Regions from separate parts of the Mus musculus genome. Here regions 1 and 3 are each linked to region 2. A link is a contact called in public ChIA-PET data. All regions are on one chromosome and are shown on one strand. The core of a region is the stretch at or near the end of the contact, and the rest is flanking DNA. Distances in the headings are between cores, read along the strand shown.

What was found. ChIA-PET counts read pairs in DNA pulled down with a chosen protein or histone mark.
Region 1: an RNA polymerase II ChIA-PET map of memory CD8 T cells shows a contact between it and region 2, with 38 read pairs. The contact joins two enhancer-like sites. A contact is called at or near these places in 2 of 115 datasets of contacts at active chromatin or transcription factors (double positive thymocytes and memory CD8 T cells).
Region 3: a contact with region 2 is called in an RNA polymerase II ChIA-PET map of memory CD8 T cells, with 102 read pairs. The contact joins two enhancer-like sites. A contact is called at or near these places in 18 of 484 Hi-C or Micro-C datasets (the C2C12 cell line, CD4 T cells, CD8 T cells and 13 more) and 3 of 115 datasets of contacts at active chromatin or transcription factors (CD8 T cells, double positive thymocytes and memory CD8 T cells).

The regions. Positions count from the first base shown.
Region 1 is chr7:74,340,214-74,344,567 of GRCm38.p6, reverse strand. All of the region lies in intron 4 of Slco3a1 (solute carrier organic anion transporter family, member 3a1), which reads left to right. Among named protein-coding and RNA genes, the nearest start is that of Slco3a1, 210 kb to the left of the region's middle. Within about 2 kb of position 2,962, at least 54 of the 459 cell types and tissues checked have an H3K27ac peak or open chromatin away from gene starts, as enhancers often do. A contact at or near this core is called in double positive thymocytes and memory CD8 T cells, where this site is marked.
Region 2 is chr7:74,696,030-74,700,447 of GRCm38.p6, reverse strand. It overlaps the pseudogene Gm7726. Among named protein-coding and RNA genes, the nearest start is that of Gm30459, 68 kb to the left of the region's middle. Within about 2 kb of position 2,282, at least 26 of the 459 cell types and tissues checked have an H3K27ac peak or open chromatin away from gene starts, as enhancers often do. A contact at or near this core is called in CD8 T cells, LSK cells, Th1 cells and 3 more, where this site is marked.
Region 3 is chr7:74,424,759-74,429,262 of GRCm38.p6, reverse strand. All of the region lies in intron 2 of Slco3a1 (solute carrier organic anion transporter family, member 3a1), which reads left to right. Among named protein-coding and RNA genes, the nearest start is that of Slco3a1, 130 kb to the left of the region's middle. Within about 2 kb of position 2,017, at least 23 of the 459 cell types and tissues checked have an H3K27ac peak or open chromatin away from gene starts, as enhancers often do. A contact at or near this core is called in CD8 T cells, LSK cells, Th1 cells and 2 more, where this site is marked.

The DNA of each region.
Region 1 (4,354 bases), core at 1,713-4,212, 360 kb after region 2:
TTGCTAAAGGACTAGACTAGAAGGATACCCCAGCAGGGCAGAAAAGTTGTGTCTCTAGAAGACTTCTGCAAGAGCCAGAGTTCAGTGACATGAGGGATTCTGCTAATAAAAAAGAATCCAGGTGCTGGCCACAGAGAAGGATGCACTGTATGGACGTCCTTCGTCTTCTCCCATGAGCGGAATGTGTCTGCCACAGAAACACATTCACCAAATGCACCCTTCAGTGTTGCTGGTGTTCCCACACTAACTCTTACTCTGATTCCCTCTCCCTCTCCCTCTCCCTCTCCCTCTCCCTCTCCCTCTCCCTCTCCCTCTCCCTCTCCCTCTCCCTCTCCCTCCCCTCTCCCTCTCCCCCTCTCTCTCCCTCAAGAACTCACATGCACACACACACACACACACACACACACACACACACACACATACACACACACAGAAACCCTGGAAGTCCCCGGGTATGTTTATGAACACAAATAAGCAGGACACTATCATAAGAGGAGTGCACGACTCTCAGAATCAAGGTGGCCGTTTTCTCACGCATCTCTTTGGAGCTTTCAAAGGTTTTTCTTCTTGCACAATCTACTTGAGTCCTGAGCCATGCTCAGAAACTCCACCCAGTGTGACTGTTCAATCCCACCATGAAGCATTTCCGGGTTTCTGAGAGTGATATAAGGTCACCTTTCTTGAGTGGGACATCCTGAGATCCAGTTCAGCTCAGCTACTTTTCCCCTTGTGACACCTGGGTCATGACATTTAACTCCACTTATTGTTAACATGGAGGGTATGGATCATCTTTACAACAACTGCCTCCGTTTGATGTGGCTGTTTATCACTATACACAGAGAGCTTATGTTGTGGTATTATGGGAACTGGGTATGTGGTCCATGTTCAAGGGCTTTGAAGGTCTATTGCCAACAATGCCAGCCATCGGCTGAGCTTGTAACTCTGTATAGGATGAGGAACAGAAAGCATGGGATCTGGTTTCAAAGTAGGCTTGAAGTTCCAAGCTTATAGCAGCTGTCATAGCAATAGCATTTTGATAAAGCAGACTTCAGACAAACAAATACTTAGGGTTATTAAGCCACAGGGTCACCCTCAAGTGAGAGGCTGCCAAACCCGGGCATAATTTTGGATCTCAACATGCCACCAAATCTCTTTCCTTTAAGTCTTGGCTCTGAGATGCTTCTGCCCCGATGAGCCCACACTTGAGGTACCCTCACCATCGCTGTCATCCTAATGCCTAGTACTCTTCGTTCCTCCCCCTTCATGCCAACAGGTTATATGTTGACAACTGGCATGACCCTGGCATGTAGCTGTACAGTATGTGGGAAGAATTTATGAAAAGCTATCTAGAGGGAAGAATAGCTCAATGAGACAGCAGTAAATAATCTAGAGCCAACAAGGTAGCTCATTGGATAAAGATGCTGCTGCTGAGCCTGACTGCTTGAGTGTGATCCCCAGAACTCATGGATAGACAAAAAACAAAATAAAACTGTGTCTAACAACTTTTTTCTCTGAACTTATGGATATGTGCATGTGTACACACACACACACACACACACACACACACACAAATGAATAAATGTAAATTTTTAATTAAATCTAAATACAAATCAGTCATATTTATAAAATAAACACTCAATGTCATTACCATTTGCATGTTAAATCTCACACCCACCATGTGTGATATGCATAGGCATGCTTTTATAGAGACATGTGTAGTGGTTTCTGTTACTGCTTTCAATGTCACTTCAATAGTTTTGTATTTCATTGTAAGTTGTCTTCTTGATCACCTGGGAAGCCTCAATGGACAGGATCTGGGTCCCCAGTGAAGTGATCTGTCCCCCTTCATCTTCTGGCTCTATGCGGTTTATGTAATGCATCGGTAATTCTCCCTCTTGGCTCTTTTTCTGTCTGGGATATCCTTTCTCCTTTGGTTCACTTTTGGGCTGTCAGCTATATTGTGCTTGGATATCTATCATCCACATCCACTTGGCCTCTGCAAAGTCCCTACTACTACATTACCATTGTAGTCTTATACAGCCAGGATGGCAGTCTCCATCTACTCCAGAGCAAAGCTCTCATTCATCTGTTCATTTGCAGGGCATGGCAGTGCCTGACACAGAAGTGGTGGCCAATTTAATGAACGAAGTAACCAATAAGTACACATGCGTGTGCACACACACACACACACACACACACACACACAAGCAGGGCCTGGGAGCATGACCCAGTGAATGGACTTGTTGCACAAGTCTTAGGGCCTGAGTTCAGATCTCTAGCATCCACATAAAAAGCCAGGCACAGTCACATACACCCGTAATCAGGAAACCAAGGCAGGAAGAGCCACAGTCAATCTAGCTGTGAATCAGCAAGTCCCAGATGCACTGAAAGACTATCTCAAAAGATAAGGCAGAAAATAGTAGAGGAAGATACTCAACATCACCTTCTGGCCTCTACAAAGGTATACAACACACACATACACACACACATGCGCACACGTGCACACACACACACACGCGCGCGCACATGCGCACACACACACACACACACACATGCACAGACACACACATCACCACCAACACATACACACAAACACACACACACATACACACACACACAAACACACACAGGCATGCACGCATCACCACCATCAAAAACAGCAACAAAAAAATGTTTGTTCTTATCTATATCTCAGGGAATCTCTCTAGCTCTGTAAGCCATTAGTACTGTTTTACAGATATGGAAATCAAACTTAGAGATGGAAAGAAAAGACATTTGAATCACCGTGAAGAAAAACAGTGCCTGTCTCCTTAAGCTTGGCGTGGGGCTGTCCTTCTGGCTGAATAAGCTCTGCTAAAAAACAAGTACTGTCACCAGGTGCTAAGTGACCTTTCCATGCAGCGTACTAAAACCACCTCCTGAGGCAGCACAGATGTCCCCTAAAACAGTGTGTCATCAAAGGGTCTGCAGCTGCAAGGGGAGGAAGCTTCTGCTCCCAGTTAGCACTGGCGGGTTCTGACTAGTGGGGATCCTGTAGCTGCCTGTTTCCAGGCTCAGAATCCTCAGGGCAAGTTCCTGACTTTGATCTTGGAGAGGGGCAGAGAAGCTGAGCACTCTTGTCTCAGCCCTTCACCCTGACAGACAAGTGGCCTCTCAATATCCTTGAAAAGACTTCTGAAGCCCTGTGGACTTCCTCTAGTGGAGCCTCACTGTGAGAGGAGCAAGCTCTGCCTTAACTACCACACCCTGGCCCAGCCCAGCCCAGCCCAGCCCAGCCCAGCCCTGCCTCCATCAGTGTGATCTGCCCAGGGCCCCTGACCTACACCTGTCATTAGCAGCTGGGTGGAGCTTAGAATCATCACTGAAACAGGTCTCTGGTGAGCAGAGGATGTTCCAAAAAGGAAGACCCACCCTGAATGTAGTCAGTTCCATCCCAGGAGCTCAGCCCCAGACTAAATCAAAAGACTTATCCTCTCTGCTTCCTCACTGTGGAAACAATGCGCCCAACTGGTCGCCTCTCATGCCCACTGCAGTTGCTTCCCAAGGCTGCCAAGGTACCCTCCAATGGAGAGACAGCAGAAACCCTTCTTCCTTCGAGGCACTTCAGTCACTTGTTTTGTCACAGCAACCAGAAAAGTAAGTGATACAACATCTGATCATGCTGCCACCTGCCACTTAAAGGGACAGTGGCAAAGCCCTGCTGTGGCTCCTCTGACTTCGTTCCACACCTACCTCATTCTGCCATGTCCCCACCACCACCCCGCTCTCCTTACAAACACCGCCTAGTTTTCTGCCCGCTTTTTCCTTCCTGTGCTCTTTGCTGAAGTTCACTTCCGGTCTTGGACATCAGCTTCCTTTTTTCTGAAGTACAGCTTCCTGACTTCTTCTTTCATGGCCTCATTTTACTTTCTGCTAGGTGAAGTATCCCTTCCCCTATACCTCTGTGAAGGCAGAGACATTTGCATTTTGTTTGCCACCTAGTACTCCATTCTGTGGTAAGAGGAGGAGTTAGGGGATCATGGAAGGGACATTACCAGGCCCAGCTCGACTTCGTTCTCCTGAAACACCCTGGCCAGACCTGCTCCAACCCACCCAGCTCTGGCTTCTGCATGGCCCCGCTGTGAGCATGTGGGAAGAGCTACACATGTCTATGTGCTACCACAACCCACAAGTGACCCACCTGTGTCAGGAAGGGTCTGCTGGACCTCGCTCCAGTCCTGACTTCTTCCATTCCTTTTCAGCTCAGTGGTTGGATTCAGCAACATTTTTCTTATTGAGGAGCCTGCACCTCTCATTCGAGTGTGTTCACGAGGAACCTGGTAGTCTAAGCAGGCTCATGCTGCCTGCTTGATGC
Region 2 (4,418 bases), core at 1,033-3,532:
CTCCTATTCAGCCATGAGTTGAAGCAATGGCCCTCACTAGTCAAACTCTTTATGAGGTAGTCTGATAGGTATCAGCTAGTCAAGTCCACACACACACACACACAAATGACATGAAGAAGGGAGTAGTCCTCATAGATAGTCGTTTTATGTGTGACCAGCCACCGGGAGCCATGACAATGCCAATGGTGTGCCCAGACAGCACCATCTTAATGGCTACACCCATGGTTCGGGTGTTGAAGATTTCAAACATTATCTGTGTCATCTTCTGTCTTAGGATTGGGAGTGATACCCCAGTCAGAAGCACTGGATTTTCCTCCTGGCCACATGCAGCTCATTGTAGAAGGTATGATGGTAGACCCTTCCAATTGGTGACAATGCAGTATTCAATAGGGTACATCAGGATCAAGATACTTCTCTTGATCTTGTCCTCATATCTGACATAGGAGTCCTTCTGTCTACTGGCTACCATGACACCCTAGTGTCATGGGTACTAGTCAATGAAGGAAAACATGGCTCTGCAGGCATGTTTTTCAGCAAAATCAGCTTTGCACATGGCAGAGTCATTGTCACTGATGACCACAGTGACTTCTTCCATTGAAATCAGCATAGGACCAGGCAATGGAGCAGCAAAAGGACATGCAGTGAAGATAGTTGGCAGTGAATAAGTCACTTTTTTGTTCTTTAAAGATATATTTATTTATTTTATAAATATGTATGTGCCTGGTACAACCACTCTGGAAATCAATTTGGCAGTGCCTCAGAAAATTGGACATAGTACTACCAGAAGATCCAGCAATATCACTCCTGGGCATATACCCAGAAGATGATCCAACTGTTAAGAAGGACACATGCTCCACTATGTTCATAGCAGTCTTATTTATAATAGCCAGAAGCTGGAAAGAACCCAGATGTCCCTCAACAGAGGAATGGATACAGAAAATATGGTACATTTACACAATGGAGTACTATGCAGCTATTAAAACCAATTAATTTATGAAATTCTTAGACAAATGGGATGGATCTAGAGGATATCATCCTAAGTGAGGTAACCCAATCACAAAAGAACACACATGATATGCACTCACTGATAAGTGGATACCCAAGATACAATTTGCAAAACACATGAAACTCAAGAAGAAGGAAGTCCAAACTGTGGATACTTCGATCCTTCTTAGAAGGGGGAACAAAATACCCATGTAAGGAGTTACAGAGATAAAGTTTGGAGCAGAGACTGAAGGCATGACCATCCAGAGACTGCCCCACCTGGGGATCCATCCTATAAACAATCACCAAACTCAGACACTATTGCAGATGCCAACAAGAGCTTGCTGAAAGGAGCCTGATGTAGCTGTCTCCTGAGAGGCTCTGCCAGTGCCTGGCAAATACACAGTTATCCACTGGACAGAGCACAGGGTCCCCAGTGAAGGTGCTAGAGAAAGAACCCAAGGAGCTGAAGGGGTTTGCAGCCCCAAAGGAGAAACAACAATATGAACTAACCAGTACCCCCAGAACTCCCTGAGACTAAACCACCAATCAAAGAAATCACATGGTGGGACTCAGGGCTCCAGCTGCATAAGTAGCAGAAGATGGCCTAGTCATTCACCAATGGGAGGGGAGGCCCTTGGTCCTGTGAAAGTTCTATGCCCTAATATAGGGGAATGCCAGGGCCAGGAAGCAAAAGTGGGTGGGTTGGTGAGCAGGGGGACGGGGGAGGGGATAGGAAATATTCGGAGGGGAAACTAGGAAAGGGGATAACATTTGAAATGTAATAAAAGAAAATAATAAAAAAGAACAAAAAGTTAAAAAATATATTTATTTATTTTATTAATATGTGTGTGCCTGAGTATGTATATTTATATGTGTGTGTGTGTGTGTGTGTGCATGAGTGTGTGTGTGTGTGTGTGTGTGTGTGTGTGTGTGTGTATGTATGCATACTTGCCCTATATATGTAAGTGCCCTGAGTCTAGAAGAGAGCATTAGATCCTCTGAAACTCTAGTTATCACGCAGTTACATGATGTGGGTCCTGGAACTGAACCTGGGTCCACTATAAGAGCAGTAGATGCTCTTAACTGCTGAGCTGTCTCTGCAGCCCTCACCATTTCTTTCTTCATCCACCTTGATCCCCAAAGCACCTAAGCTTAGGATTGAGGAGTGGCTTCCTAGCATAATTTTCCATCACACTGTTCATTTTCAACCCTCCATTTGGCTCTAACACTGCCATTTGATTCTCTATATTAATCTCTCTGCCTGATCTGTAGCTTGGTTTCTTTTTCTTCCTGTTTGAGCTTGAAGAGAGTCATGGTCTCCTTCTGTCATAGACCCACAAATGACCTTGAAATGTTCAGCTCTCACCTAAACATCCATTGTTTCTGTCTGCTCCCCACACCACATTAGACATCAGCAAGTTATTTCTCCCATTATCAGTGAATGAGATCTCCTTCCCCTCCCTGTCCCTTGTCCCTTTCCCTCTCCCCCTCCCCCTCCCCCTTCCTCTCTTTCTTTCTCTTTCATTTTTTCACACAGCTCAGCCTCTGCACCTCGATAATCTTCCTCATCTTGAGGTTTCCCTTTTGCTTAAATTCATTATTCTGACAGTGTCTGTGCTCTTTTTCTAATCACTGTTGGCCGCACAGCTCCGATTTAAGAAGAGGGTCCACACTGATTGTTTCTGTCTGAGTTAGGGCCATGACTGCTGCCATCACGTTTTATAGGAACAGAAAATTTGGTCTCTAAGAAAGTGTACGCATACAATGCATCTTGCAAAGGGCAAACGTGCTAAGACAAGGCACCATTTAAGAACACAATTGGTGCTTTGGTAGGTGTTGTATGCAGCCCATTCTCTGGAGTTAATTAGCTCTTTATCTTCCTGGACTGACTATATTTCAGGTTCACCCAGTCTATATTTTTCTCAACCTTTGTTCCAGTTGTTCATTGCTTTGCTCTGTGTTATTTCATTGCTCCTGGCCAGTAATGTCAAGTCACAGAGTAAACTAGAAGAAAAAAACGATGGTGATTAGGATGGTTGCTATGGTAGCTTCCACTATTTTTGGAGCCTTCGAAGTATACAGTAGACCCTTTTCTAGTTTCTTTATATGTATTAATATGGAAGCTTCCCAGAAAAACCCAATGATAGGAGCATAGCTGGTATTCCAATATTACACTATAACAGAAGTACTGTGTTTAAATAGCTTATCCAAGTTGTACTGCTAAAGGGAAGTTGGATGTGAAAGAGGGGCACAAAGTTCCAAAAGAATTCACAGGTTTACGTGCATGAGATTGCTCTTGTCATATCAGAGGTCACAGCTCATACTGCAGCCTGTATCGGTGAGAGCAGATCCTAGCAAGAGTGACTGTGTCGAGTCTGGAGAGCAGCTGAAGAGATGGGAGAAAGTATAAAAGTCAAAAGGAACCAACTTTGTAGAGGAGAGAAAATATAACTGACGGTCAGCCAGGTGGGAACAACTGTTCTATACCTTGTCCCAAGAGGTAAAAGACTGGTCAGGATTGTCATAATTGTCATAATTTCCAATTGTGGTTTTATGACCTGTTATTTCTTCCTGTTTTCACAGAGCTCTCAGACTGGCAAGTGGCGACTGCAAGGCAAAGGAACAGACGCTCACAGTGAACTATGGAAGTGCATGTTGGTGCTAAATCATCCTAAACATTGTTCACAGCCTTGAGAGTCACAGAGTGAATGAGGGCTTCGGCAAGAGGGCTTGTTGTTACTTTTCTGCCATTTCAAATACTTAAAAGCCTGTCAGTAATAGGTTTCGAAAAGTGCGTATAAATAGTGGCCATTCTTAAATTGTCCCCCAATGTGGTTGTTCCAATAAAAAGGAGCACCATAGGCTTATAGGGAGTAGCTGTATTAGAAGGTGTGGCCTTGTTAGAGCAAGTCTGTTACTAGAGGTTGCCTTTGAATCCAAACCCAGGGTTTCTCTTTCTGCTGCCTGATGATTCATATGCAGAGCTCGAGGCTCCTTCTCTAGCATCACATCTGCCTGCATGCTGTTATGTTTTCCGCCATGGTGACTATGGACTAAACCTCTGAACTGCCTAAGTCAGCATTAGTTAACTGTCTTCTATAAGAATGCCCATGGCCATGGTGTCTCCTCCCAGCAATAAAATCCTAATTAAGACCCAACAAAGGTCCAGATGGTGAGTCCTACTCATCTCCAAACACCAGTTCATCTAATTCCTCTTAGGAAAGTCTGCTGTGCCCATGCTGAGTAGGGCACACCTTTCCCTGACCTCTGTGGCACTCTGTGCTTCCCTATGATAAGGGTGCCTGTTTATCCTGATTGGAGAATCAGAAGCAAATAGCAATAGCCAGACACTAGATTTTGCCACTTGCCCTGGCTCCTCACTTCATTTGGTATTGACAGCTTTGCATGCTGAACCTTGACTCTGAGCCTGG
Region 3 (4,504 bases), core at 768-3,267, 270 kb after region 2:
ACCATTCAGTAACACGTGATATCCAGCAGATGTCCAGATAGCTAAAAGTCTCACTTCCCCACCATTTAAATAGCAGTGCTCACCTCTTTTAAGGGCTTGAATGAGAAGGCACCCTATAATAAGGCTTCTCCCCAACTACCAACTCCATCAGCATTGTCGACTGTAGCTGAGGCATTGTGGTGAAGACCACAGAGAATGCAGTCTATGTCAAAGGGACAGTACAAAGCATGAATCACAAATTATACATTCTCAATGCCCCACGTTACAAGTAACAGTAATTAAAGAACATGCTTTATAAAGGTGAGCATCCCATACAAGTCCCTTCCCTATCCTGCTGCTCATGGACAGTCGGCGGGATGGAGAGAAGCACCTGCTGCCAGCCCTCTGCTTTTGACTCTAGCTGCATCCTATAGGCCTGGAATTGAGCAGACAGTAAACAAGAGCAGGTGTTTGTCCCCCTGCAGAACAAACTACCATGGGATACTTTAGTGTCCCTTTCTTTGTACATCCCTAGCACCCAGCCCAGGATCTCAGAAACGTTTTTGGTGAATTTTGATCCTGCAGGCCCTCAGGATCAATGCTCAAATGATATTTGTAAATCTACTCAGTATTTCCCCATCGTGTTCCTGGCATCATTATTGTCGGAAGGGACTGCATTAAAACATCAACCGGGAGATATATGGCCTCCATAAAGGTCCCTCTGGAGAGGGCTGATGCCAATTACCATAGGAAAGGCTTGAGGAATGTCTGTACCAAAAAAAGCCAGTTTAGCAGCAGTCAACCCAGTGTTCTCATCCCTTTTCGATCTTCCCCAGGACACTTACTAATAGCTCCTGCATATTGGGAACCATCCATCAGCCGCTTACTGATTGCTATTGGTCCACCATCATAAATCTTTATGCATCTTTTTTGTAATGAGTGAACATCTACCATGACTAGAATTTGATCTAGGCCTTCGCTTCTAGTTAGAATACATCAACCATTCTTGGCTACAAAACAAATTTTATTTAATTTGTCTCTCCCTTAACTTTGTTGTTAGCAGTTATACAATGTTTCATTTTTTTCCCACAGAGGAGGGTTCTTTTTTTTTTTTTAATCTCTTGAAACAATAATAGCTTTGTTGAGTTAAGTCCCATGCGCAGTTGTAAATGAGGGGATGGGAGCCCCTGGACAGTCCCTGGAGCCTCTCAAGCTTTTGTCATCCATTGTTTTCAGATAGTCAACATGGCGGTTGCCAGTGTATCTAGAGTGCCCCCCCCCAACATTTTCATTGTCAAGCAGCAACTCCAAGCCACTCTTCTGCCTTTCTGTGATGCCACAGCAGCCAACTTTGAGCTGTCTGCCTGTAACATAGAAGCTAGAGTGAGCCCAATACAACACTGGTTTAGGTATGGTTTGATTTGGGATTTTTGTCCGTACTACAAGGTACATGTGTTAAAATCTTAGTCTCCTGGCTAGAGGTATCAAGAGATGCTCTGTCAAGTAGGGCCTTATGGGAAGTCCTGATGTCACTAGGGATATACCCACCCCAGAAGGGATTATGGGTCTATACCCATTGTCCTCTCTCTGCTCCAGTTCAACATGTGAACCCTGAATTACAACATTTTCGCCCTATGATGTGCCACCATCTGTCACCTTCCTCTAAGAACAACCCTTTGAGATCTCATATTGACCTTGAAACTTCCAGAACTCTGAGATAAGTGAACTCCTCTGTGCACCAGAGTGGCTTTCATCAGATATTTTGTTTTAATGATGGAAAGTTCACTGCTTCATCCCTAAATGCCAAAGTTCTTATCAATATACAATTGAGGCCTCTCTTGAGCAAGGTTACCTGCCACTCTCTAAGGCTTCCACTGTGATAAAGCATCATTATGCTTCCTGTTCTTCTAGAATGTTCCAGAAATGGTACTGCCTGATAACATTATATTTTCTTCCCTTTCTGCCAGGGACACCTTGCTCTGATGTTCAAGTGGTTCATTTCCTCACTTATGTCTGGTGTCTGTCACTTGCCATGGTATCAGACAGGATTTCCTGTGCCACCGTGTAAATTAACTGCTCTCCTCCCAACCCTTCAGCAACAGTTAGTGGCTAACTTCTTCCCTGCTTTTTATTAACCCCTTGAATTTTAGCTGTGTGGGGTGTCAACTTGGTCATCTGTTTACTGTCTTTCTCCTTTTACCATGGGGATGTCAGCTGTGTAATACAGGAGACTGGCTTTGCTCTCAGCAGTGTGCTGAGCTCCTGCAGTGTTGCTAGATGGGCTGGCTGAGATCAGGGCCTGATTGCTGCTCAGAGGGTTGGTCATCACCTGTAGATGCTGATGCGACCAGGATCTGTTACAAGCAACATCTGGGAATGTCATGAAATGTCTCAGTTAGTGTAACCTAGAACAGCTTAGCCTTCCAGCGTTCCCCAAGTTCAAAGGGGAAGCCTGTCAGAACTGAGGTAAGGTTCAAGGACTCATCATGATTTGGGTATGGATTGTAACCTTGGGATGGAGTGGAGGGAGACAGTACAGAGACTGAAGGAAGAGGAGAAAGGCAGAAGACAAATCCCTGAATAAGTGGGCCAGGAATGCCAGTAACACCTCATTGCTCAAGATAGGTGTCCTTTATTAGCAAGTGTCATTTATGGCAGGTACGCTGTGTACCAAGGACCAGTGTTTGTTCTTACTGCCTCGCACACATGATTGCTGTGCCTTCCTTTTGGGTTCACACCTTTGAGATTGGAACAGTTCTACCTTAACTAGGTATCTTACCCAAAGATATCAGTTTGGGTACCAGAAAAGAACAGGGTTTGCACTTTTTGCCTATTGGTGTCCTTGCAATGAAGCATGCGCAGAGGAAGTGTAGATCTCTAAGATTATTTCCTGTCCCTGATGTTCTAGTCTGGGAATATTATCACTTTAAAACCAAAGGACTGTCTGTGTCATTCTGGCTGTGACTTGATATAAAACACTAACAAAATCTATACGTAGAGTAGGCATGAGCTCTGAACAGTGGTACCAGAATTGGTTACCCATGGAGAGCATGTTGATGCAGTGAAATGCCTTATCTAGCTAGTATTCTTTCTGTTCTTTGACTGCTTCTCTCAGGCTTAGGGGGTACTTGAAGGTTGCATTCCAGTCTCAGTATACTCACAGGGTGCTAGAGAGAGTGCTAACTTGTTACAGAGAAGTGGCCAAACAACTTTTCTGTAGTTTATGAGGAAGAAAGTATCACCTATCCAGTGTAAAAGTTCAAGTGCAGTTGCAGTTTATCCTTCAAAGCTGCTATAAACCTTCCACTGGAGACCCTAGCTCCCCTGATCCTCCAAGAAATAGTGACCTGGAAGACCTGGGAATGTGGCTTCATGAGAAAGAGGAATTTAAGCCTTAGCTTGACTGGAGGAAGAAAGGGAGGTTGTGGATAGGTGGATGAGACATTATATTGCAGACTTTGAAGCCAGATGATAGAGTAACCACTGCAATGGGGCAAGGCACGGCTGTTCTTAACATAGATGGGAATGAATTTTACACTTTGATTCCTTGAATGTATCCATGTTCTGAGCGGCTGGTGTTGGCATTCCCATTTCACACATAGTAATGTGCAAGCTCATAGATCCTGTAGATGGTACTGAGTCAAGTGGCAAAAACTCCTGTTGAAAAATGTGTTCCTTTTTCTCTCATAGTTCTACACTGAACATGGCCTTGTACTTTGGGCCAGTCACTGAGTTAACTGTTGTAGTGACCGGGCCTCAGACCTTGTGGCCTTTGAGGACAGAGACCCTGATGTGATGGGAAGCCAAATGCTGTGCTGTGTCTCTGTATTCTGATTTGATGATGGGATCATTTCATAGGGAACTGTTCATGACAGAGGCATGTCCAGCTAAGCCCTGTGCTGGGTTACACTCCTCTGCCTAGGATGGACATTATTAAGATTATTATAAATGATCCTTTTTTTTTCAATTATATAGAAAAAAGTCAGTCACAGTCAAAAAGTTTCACTTTGTTGAAACCCCGCTAGGAGGGAGACCTTTCCTAAAGTTATGCAGTCTGAAGGACATGTAGAGGGGCTTATGCAAGTAGCACTGTTGGGACAAAGCTTATGCCTGCATCATGCATCTGCCGCACATAACTCTGTAGCATTGGACAAGACACGGAGTCTCTCCAGATATTAATTTCTCAGTTACTCAAATGACAATGGGACAGTGTTCTCTTAAACAGGTTACAGGGAAGTTGCAGGGATTCAGGGAGGTATTGTATATACAAGGTTGAACATTCGTAGTACACATTTGGCAAAAACAGATGAATCCCCTGTATTAGTTATTCTTGCGCTGCTATGACCACCATACCTGACTGAAGAAACAACTTCAGAGAAGAGAGACTTATTCTGGCCCAGTGTTTCAGAGAGTTTCAGCCCATATCAGCCAGAAACCAGGGAACCACATCTCAGTACATGCAGGTGTGCAGAGACTCTTCAGAGCCTGGTAGACCAGGAGACTGAGAGATTAGTAGGAGCCAAGG